2 separate regions of the Mus musculus genome follow, and region 2 is linked to region 1. Evidence: chromatin contacts called from public Hi-C data. All regions are on one chromosome and are shown on one strand. The core of a region is the stretch at or near the end of the contact, and the rest is flanking DNA. Distances in the headings are between cores, read along the strand shown. Region 1 overlaps Gm10432 (predicted gene 10432). Region 2 overlaps Ttc7b (tetratricopeptide repeat domain 7B).

Region 1 (3,287 bases), core at 117-2,616:
AGGGCCAGACAGGAGCCTGCAGCTACCAGGATTGGCTCTACCAGAGTGACAGCCTTATGATATGTTTTCCCCAGGTAAAGGAGGACCTATGTGCCCCTGAACTTCCTGTCAGGAAGAGAGCCACAGCTGGCTGCCTTAGACAGCAGTGGGCCAGGATCCCAGAAACCTAGGGTTTGGCCCTGAGCTGTGGGCTATTTTCCAAGGCAGGGTGACCCTAGGGTCAGGAGGCCTCCCCAGGATGGCCTGCCCCCACCTTTGAGGAAATTCACACTGTGGCTAGGTCTCCAAAGGATTCCCTGCCGTGGTGTGACCGGGCCAAGGTACACAGAACATTTGTTTGTGGAGTCCAGGCTTCTCGGCAGAAGGGCAGGGTGGGGCTCTAACCAGGAGAGGCACCTGCCTGGGTCTTGGACACACTCAACAACCCATTTCTGAGTCAGAGGAGCCTCCACTCATTGCTCCTTGGTCACCAAGGTGGGACAGGCAGGGCCTAGGGCATGGTCTGCCCTCTCTGTGGAGGAAGGGAGCCCAGGAGTGGTCAAAGTTCACACAGGAATGCTGGCTGCTTGCTACTCTGGGCTGGGCCAATTACCAGAGGCCTCTGGTGTGCCAAGTACCTCAAGGTAGCCTCTGTCAGGCTTTCCAAAGAAAGTTACAGCCTCTGTCCAGCAATGCTGAGCAGTCTGCGGCTGACACGGATGGTCCCCTCATCAGTTCTCTAAATCCTTCAGCTGGCTTGTGGCTACCACCAAACTATTGCTCCCAGGGCTTCAGAGAAGCAATGTGTTCATTGCAAGCCTTAAGAGATGCCAGCAGGCTAACCTAGCCCCATCTTGTTGGCCTTTGTTAAGGAAGGTTCTGAGAACTTGGAAACTAGCATTGCTAGGCTGGTTCTCCAGCTCCAGACGCTGGCACTAGGACCTGTTGGGAGGAGGTAGGTTGGGCAAACCACTCAGTCCTTAACTTGGGGGGGCGGGGGGCAGTAGGGGACTTAGCCAAATAGTTAGCAAATGAGGGACATGACGGGCCTCCGCCTCCAAATCACTCTGGGCAGAGGCCAGACTTGGGCTGCCAGGCTTATCCTAGTCTGCCTTTGAGGAGTCAGGATCCCCCTGTAGTCTCAGTTTTACAACATAAACCTCAGGTTAAACAGAGAGACCTTTCAGGTCTACTCCTGGTCCATCCCCTGCAGGGCCCTAGGGGAAGCCTCTGGGCCCCGGGGGAAGCCATCACGTGGGGGAATCACCTAGCAGGGCCTGGGCTCAGCAGCTCAGGAAGGAAGAGAAGGCTCTTTAAGTTGTCATAACAGAGCAGGCCTCCAGGCACCTCCTGTTTACCCAGGCTGAGCAAATACAGCCAGGCCCTAGCAACAGGCACAAAGGGGCCCTTGTGCCTCTGTTCCCTGGGCTCCCTCTCCAGCCCAGGCCAGCTGGGAGCTCTCTGAGAGGCAGGGGACTTAGCCTGGCAGGTGGGAATGGGGAGAGTCAGAACCCACTCTGGATTTGGGGTGAGGAATCAGGTCTTTAGACACTCTGCCCTGTGCAGGAAGGGAATCCCCCTTCCTTCAGATCAGCAAACTGAGGCTCAGAGAGAAGCCTGGCAGGGGCTTGTCAGTGTGAGATGGAGCATGTGAATCTCAGACCAATGAGGCAGTATTGTCCAAGAGACCTGCATTCAGCAGCGTGTTGCTGTCTGCAGTCAGGAGTTCCTCGCCATGTGAACCTCATGAGAGAAGAGCTGTGTGAGTGAGCATTTTGCCTGGTAAATTCTAAGCCCTGACCCAGACCGGAACAGACAGGAGGCAAGAGTCAAGAGGGAGTTAGGAGCACCCCCCCCCCCCCGTGGCACTCCCTCAGCCCATTTGAGAATGTGGGGGTGTCTCCAGTGGCCCACCTCCCTGTGGCACCCACACACCAAGTGGAGGTGCCCACCATAGGAACGAGGGGCTAGCATGTGATAGGCTGTTATGGATTGCTACAAGGGTGAATGCAGACGTTAAAAAAAAGAAAAAAAGCCAAGACCCAGGAGATGGCTCAGGAGGTTAAGGGGCTAGCCTAGCCTACAACCATGAGGACATGAGTTTGATCCTCAGTGCCCATACAGGACTCAGTGTGGTAGTGTACTCTTGAAATCCCAGCTCTGGGGAGGCAAAGACAAGAGGATCCTTGTGGCTCTTCAGTCAGTCAGCCACAATGAACCAGTCAGTTTGGGGCTCCAGTGAGAGATCTTGTCCCTGAAAATAAAGGGACTGTTTCTGAAGTTGACCTCTGACCTCTGTAATCACTTTCATCTGCATGGCCACACCCACACGCCTCCACACATAATAGTTAAAAAAAAAAAAAAAAGAAAAAAAAAAGAAGCTGGGTGGCCACACCTTTAGTCCCAGCAGAGCCACTGGGAGGAAGAGGCAGGAGAAGTTGCAGGTTCCAGGCCAGCCTGGTCTACATAGTGAGTCTAAGGACAGCCAGAGCTACACAGAGAAACCCTGTCTTGAAAAACAAAAACAAACAGAAAGCAAAACAAAACAGAAAAAGACCTGAGAAAGTAATTTCTACAAAAAGGAACCTGGGTGAGACCCTGGGAAATGGAGTTAACCTGTAACGGGCTGGGGAGAGCTCAGCTGTGGAGCCCTTGCTTAGCATGTGTGAAGTCCCAGACTCCCTCCCCAGGACAGCAGACAGGACAAATAAGATCTACAGAATGCTGGACCCCTATAGTGCCTTCTGACAGCTAACATAAGTTGGAGACCTTATTATGTTGATCTGTAAAATGGGAGAGGATCAGTCATTGTGTTATTAACTTATTATGCCTGAGTGCTTGAAGATGCATCAGGTGGACTGAAAGGCTTCATGCAGATAGCTGTTTGGTTTATGGTTACTGTTGTTCAAAGTGCAAGTCGGATTAATGCGGTCTTTCTGAATTCCAGAGGAGAGCCGTGCACTTGAGTTTTCAGTGAGCGGGGTGAGTCTAGGGGGAGGAAACAATAGGATCAGACAAAGAGCAACACAGATGGACGGGTGATCCTTAACCAAGAAGAGGTTCTGTGGTGTCCAGCAGGAGTGAACAATTCGGTTCTAATTGTCTACACAGTGGGGTGTGGCAGAGCAGAAGGGCTAGTGCTGACCTCACAGTAATGGATGGAAAAGCAGCCACTTGGGAGGGGTGCACCTCTGCAGGGTGGTGAGAGAGGTGTCTGTGCGCAGGCTGTGCCAGGGACGGTGACCCCAAATCACTGGAGAAGGCTTCCCTTCGTGAAGGGGTTTAAGGTTGCCTTATGTTTCTTTGTT
Region 2 (3,484 bases), core at 862-3,361, 140 kb after region 1:
CCAGACTCCGGAGGCTGTGACAGATGATCAAGGTATCTGGCTCTTGTCTGGGTTGCATTTTAAATCATGCAAAGATTTGAGATAAAAATGTGCTTCTGTAAGATGCAAGCCACAGGGGTAAAGGCTTCTCCGAATTCTCATTCACAACAACAAGCCCAGAACTTTAAGACACTGACTAATTGGCTCAGTATGTAAATATCCCCCCAGCCCTCTCACCCACACAGATGAGATGTTATCAGGTCAGAAGCTTTGTGCTAGCATAAAAAGAGAAGCCTGTGCTCAGGACTCTAAGTAGCACTAAGGAAGTTCATTGGAGACATGAACAAAAATTAGGGAGTAGGCCTGGGACATGCAGCCTAACCTGCCTGTCCCTCCACTCATTTGTATGGGATTCGAGTTCATGGCTAACAACGTACATTGCTCTGGGCTGAAGCTCAGTGCTCTGGAGTAATCTGAGGGGAGGAAACAGTCACAGCTAAAAAGGGATGGGAACGGCTACGACAGCTAATTCTATTTCCATATCACCAATTAAATGCCTACCGTGTACATAAAGGGCAGCCCTCTGAACTCATGAAACAAGGACATGCCTGAGATGATGTCACTACAGACTCTGGTAGACCACAGAAAGAACTGTTTTGCCATGGTGGAAATTAGACCTTGAACAGTACTTCAAAGCTAAATATTGTAACTGTGGGAAGGCTACAAATAGGACCTGGTCATTTGGGGCGTCTCCTATGTCCTCTTTGCAGAACGAACTATTTATAGAGTTATGGAAGCACAGAATTTTCTAGCCAGAAATGATCCAACAGAGTCAAGAAGTGAAAGGGTTTGCTCAGGCTCTAAGTGTGGCAAGAGAGCAAACTGGGAGCTTCCCACCATGCTGTCACCACCTTGGACAAAAGAAAGATGAGCTCTATAAAGCAGAGATGGCTTGAGAGGAAGGAACAAATACGAATCCAAGAGCTCACATGTGTATTTTGTGCACTGATATTCAAATTACTTCACACACACAAATAGCATAAATTCTATGCTCTGGTGAGGACAGCTAATGAGATAGATGCTTCTTAGGTACTGGTTCAAACCGGAAAGCAAATCCATTAAAGCCAGGTGAAGAAGCCCTGTGCCTGATGTTCTGCCCTCTGCTACCTGATACATAATGAGGAGAGAAACCCAATTCCCTTTTCTGGCTGGCTGTGGTTTCTCCCACGCAAGACGGAGGCCCTCTGCTGGAGGAATGTACAAATCTTTAGGTAGAAGGAGGCTGAGCCTGCTGAGGGGAAATCTGCAAGAGGTCCTGGCAGAGGAAGACTCTGGCGTGAGTGCGAGCTGTCCCCAGCTGGATCCCAGACTGTGTTCAGGATTCAGAATCAGACTCTGCTCAGCCCAGAAGAATTCTGCTCCTAAACAAAGAGTCCAGAGCAGTGGCAGAGTAGCGCAGGCCTGAGGCTGGTCAAATGAGGGTGGCATCCCAGAACAGCAGGGAAGGGGTGCCACGTTTTAAATATTAGAAATAGTCACAAGCACCCTAAATACCAAGTTCTTCAATTCTCACCAAACAGTCTATAACAAACAAACATTTTAAAGTCAGATATTACTCAATCACTTCCTATTCGCCACTGAACAGAAAAAAAAAAAGCTACATGTTTAATCATGATAGCAAGGAAGAAAAAGGAGGAAAATGAAAAAAAAAAAAACCCACATGATTGCTTTCATATTTCTAAACTATTAGTTTGTCCCTAAAATGCTGAGGCCCATTAAATAGCTAGAACAAACTGTTGCTTAAAGTTTCCACTCAAAGTTGAACATCAGAACACCTGGTTCTGAGGGTTTCCACAGACTCCTGACAGGAGGTCATTTATTCCATTTCACCGCCCTTGACTGAGATGGTACGATGATGTCAGAACTCACTACGGTAAGGTTTTTGCCAGGATCAAGCAGCACACTCTGGCAAGGTGTCAGAGCCTGGGTCGTCTCCTGCACTTTGCTTTCTGTGCTGGGTGTGTTTCCCCCAGGTTGGAGCAGCTCCAACAACTCAGCTAAGACCAGGGAGGAAAGCGCCTGCAATCTTTAGGACCAGCTGTGTGCTCAGCCTGGCAGGCCAGGCCACCTTTGATCCCTGTGCCATTGCTGTGCCCAGCCCCACAGGCAGAGCTGCAGTGTCCCTTGGCCTATGCATGGTCAAACTCACCCCTTTTCATAGTGGGAGGAGTCTCCTCTACCTTTCACCCACTCCTGTGCCTTCTCCCTTCCCCTTTCTATGCGTGTTTGTTGTTCTCTAGACTCTCATCATTCCAGGGCTCTCTGTGACCCCCAGGCTTGACTTCCTGCGAGCCTGTGCTACCCCACAGTTGTCTGTACAACCTTGAAGGTTCCAGCTCTCCAGCAGTTGGCCCTTCCTCTTTTTTTATTTTCAATTGTTTAAATCAAACTTTGAGTTAACATATAAATAATGGGTTCGTTTTTTCATAAATACATGTCATTATCCCTTATTCTCATTGCCCCTCTTCCACCCTCACATTCTCTCCATCCTCCTCTGGCTGATACCTTCCCTCTCCAAATGGTGCTTCTCTTCTTTCCCATCTCAGAATCAAAGCCTTTTCTTTCATCTGTCTCATGTTCTCTCTCTCTCTCTCTCTCTCTCTCTCTCTCTCTCTCTCTCTCACACACACACACACACACACACACATTTTCTCCCTCAAATGTCACCTTATTATTCTTCATAGCTGAATGCAATTCTGCTGTATGTATGTATTCATGTGTATATCTATACATTTTCACTTTATATTCTGCTGAAGGAGATCTAGACTGGTTACATATCTTGGCTACTGTGCATACAGCAGCAATAAACATGGACATGGAAATATCTCTGGTTCATTAAGAGTTCTTCGGGTACATATTCAGGAATGGTATAGCTGGGTCATATGGTGGCTGTCTTTAGGTTGCTGAGGGACTTCTACACGGATTTCTATCAACAGTCAATAAACCTCACTCATCAGCATTTGTTGTCCTCTGTTATCTTGATGACAGCCTTTCTGAGTAAGGTGAGATGTAATCTAAAGTAGTTTTAATTTGCATTTCTTTGATAGCTAAAGATATCAAAGTCTTTCTCCAATGTTGATTGGCCATCAGTGTTTTAAGCCCGTCTCCTCCGTTCAGTAGCCCATTAGCTGACAGGATGATTGGGAGGGTGGGGGTCATTCTGTTTTTACAGTTCTTTATGTATTCTAGCTATTAGTCCTACTAGTCCACTGCCTAATGTTTATTTGGCATAGATAGACCCCCAATCTGTAGTCTGTCTTAACTCTGGTGATTGCTTCCTTTGCTATAAAGAAGCCTTTAAATTTATGCATCCCTACTTGTCAATTCCTTTAAAAATGATCTCCGGGGCTGGTGAGATGGCTCAGCAGTTAAGAGCGCTGACTGCTCTTCCAAGGTCCTGAGTTCAAATCCCAGCAACCACATGGTGGCTCACAACCATCCGTAA

Evidence for each region. Hi-C and Micro-C count contacts between places; a contact is called where the count stands out from the background.
Region 2: a Hi-C map of liver shows a contact between it and region 1, with 2.1 times the contacts expected there. The contact joins two enhancer-like sites. A contact is called at or near these places in 3 of 484 Hi-C or Micro-C datasets (the N1E-115 cell line, cerebral cortex and liver) and 2 of 115 datasets of contacts at active chromatin or transcription factors (double positive thymocytes and intestinal villus epithelium).

Annotation. Positions count from the first base shown.
Region 1 is chr12:100,281,170-100,284,456 of GRCm38.p6, forward strand. All of the region lies in intron 1 of Gm10432 (predicted gene 10432), which reads left to right. Among named protein-coding and RNA genes, the nearest start is that of Gm10432, 6.2 kb to the left of the region's middle. Within about 2 kb of position 1,367, at least 187 of the 459 cell types and tissues checked have an H3K27ac peak or open chromatin away from gene starts, as enhancers often do. A contact at or near this core is called in cerebral cortex, intestinal villus epithelium and liver, where this site is marked.
Region 2 is chr12:100,420,495-100,423,978 of GRCm38.p6, forward strand. The region is part of intron 5 of Ttc7b (tetratricopeptide repeat domain 7B); the gene reads right to left. Among named protein-coding and RNA genes, the nearest start is that of Gm51958, 73 kb to the left of the region's middle. Within about 2 kb of position 2,112, at least 44 of the 459 cell types and tissues checked have an H3K27ac peak or open chromatin away from gene starts, as enhancers often do. A contact at or near this core is called in cerebral cortex, intestinal villus epithelium and liver, where this site is marked.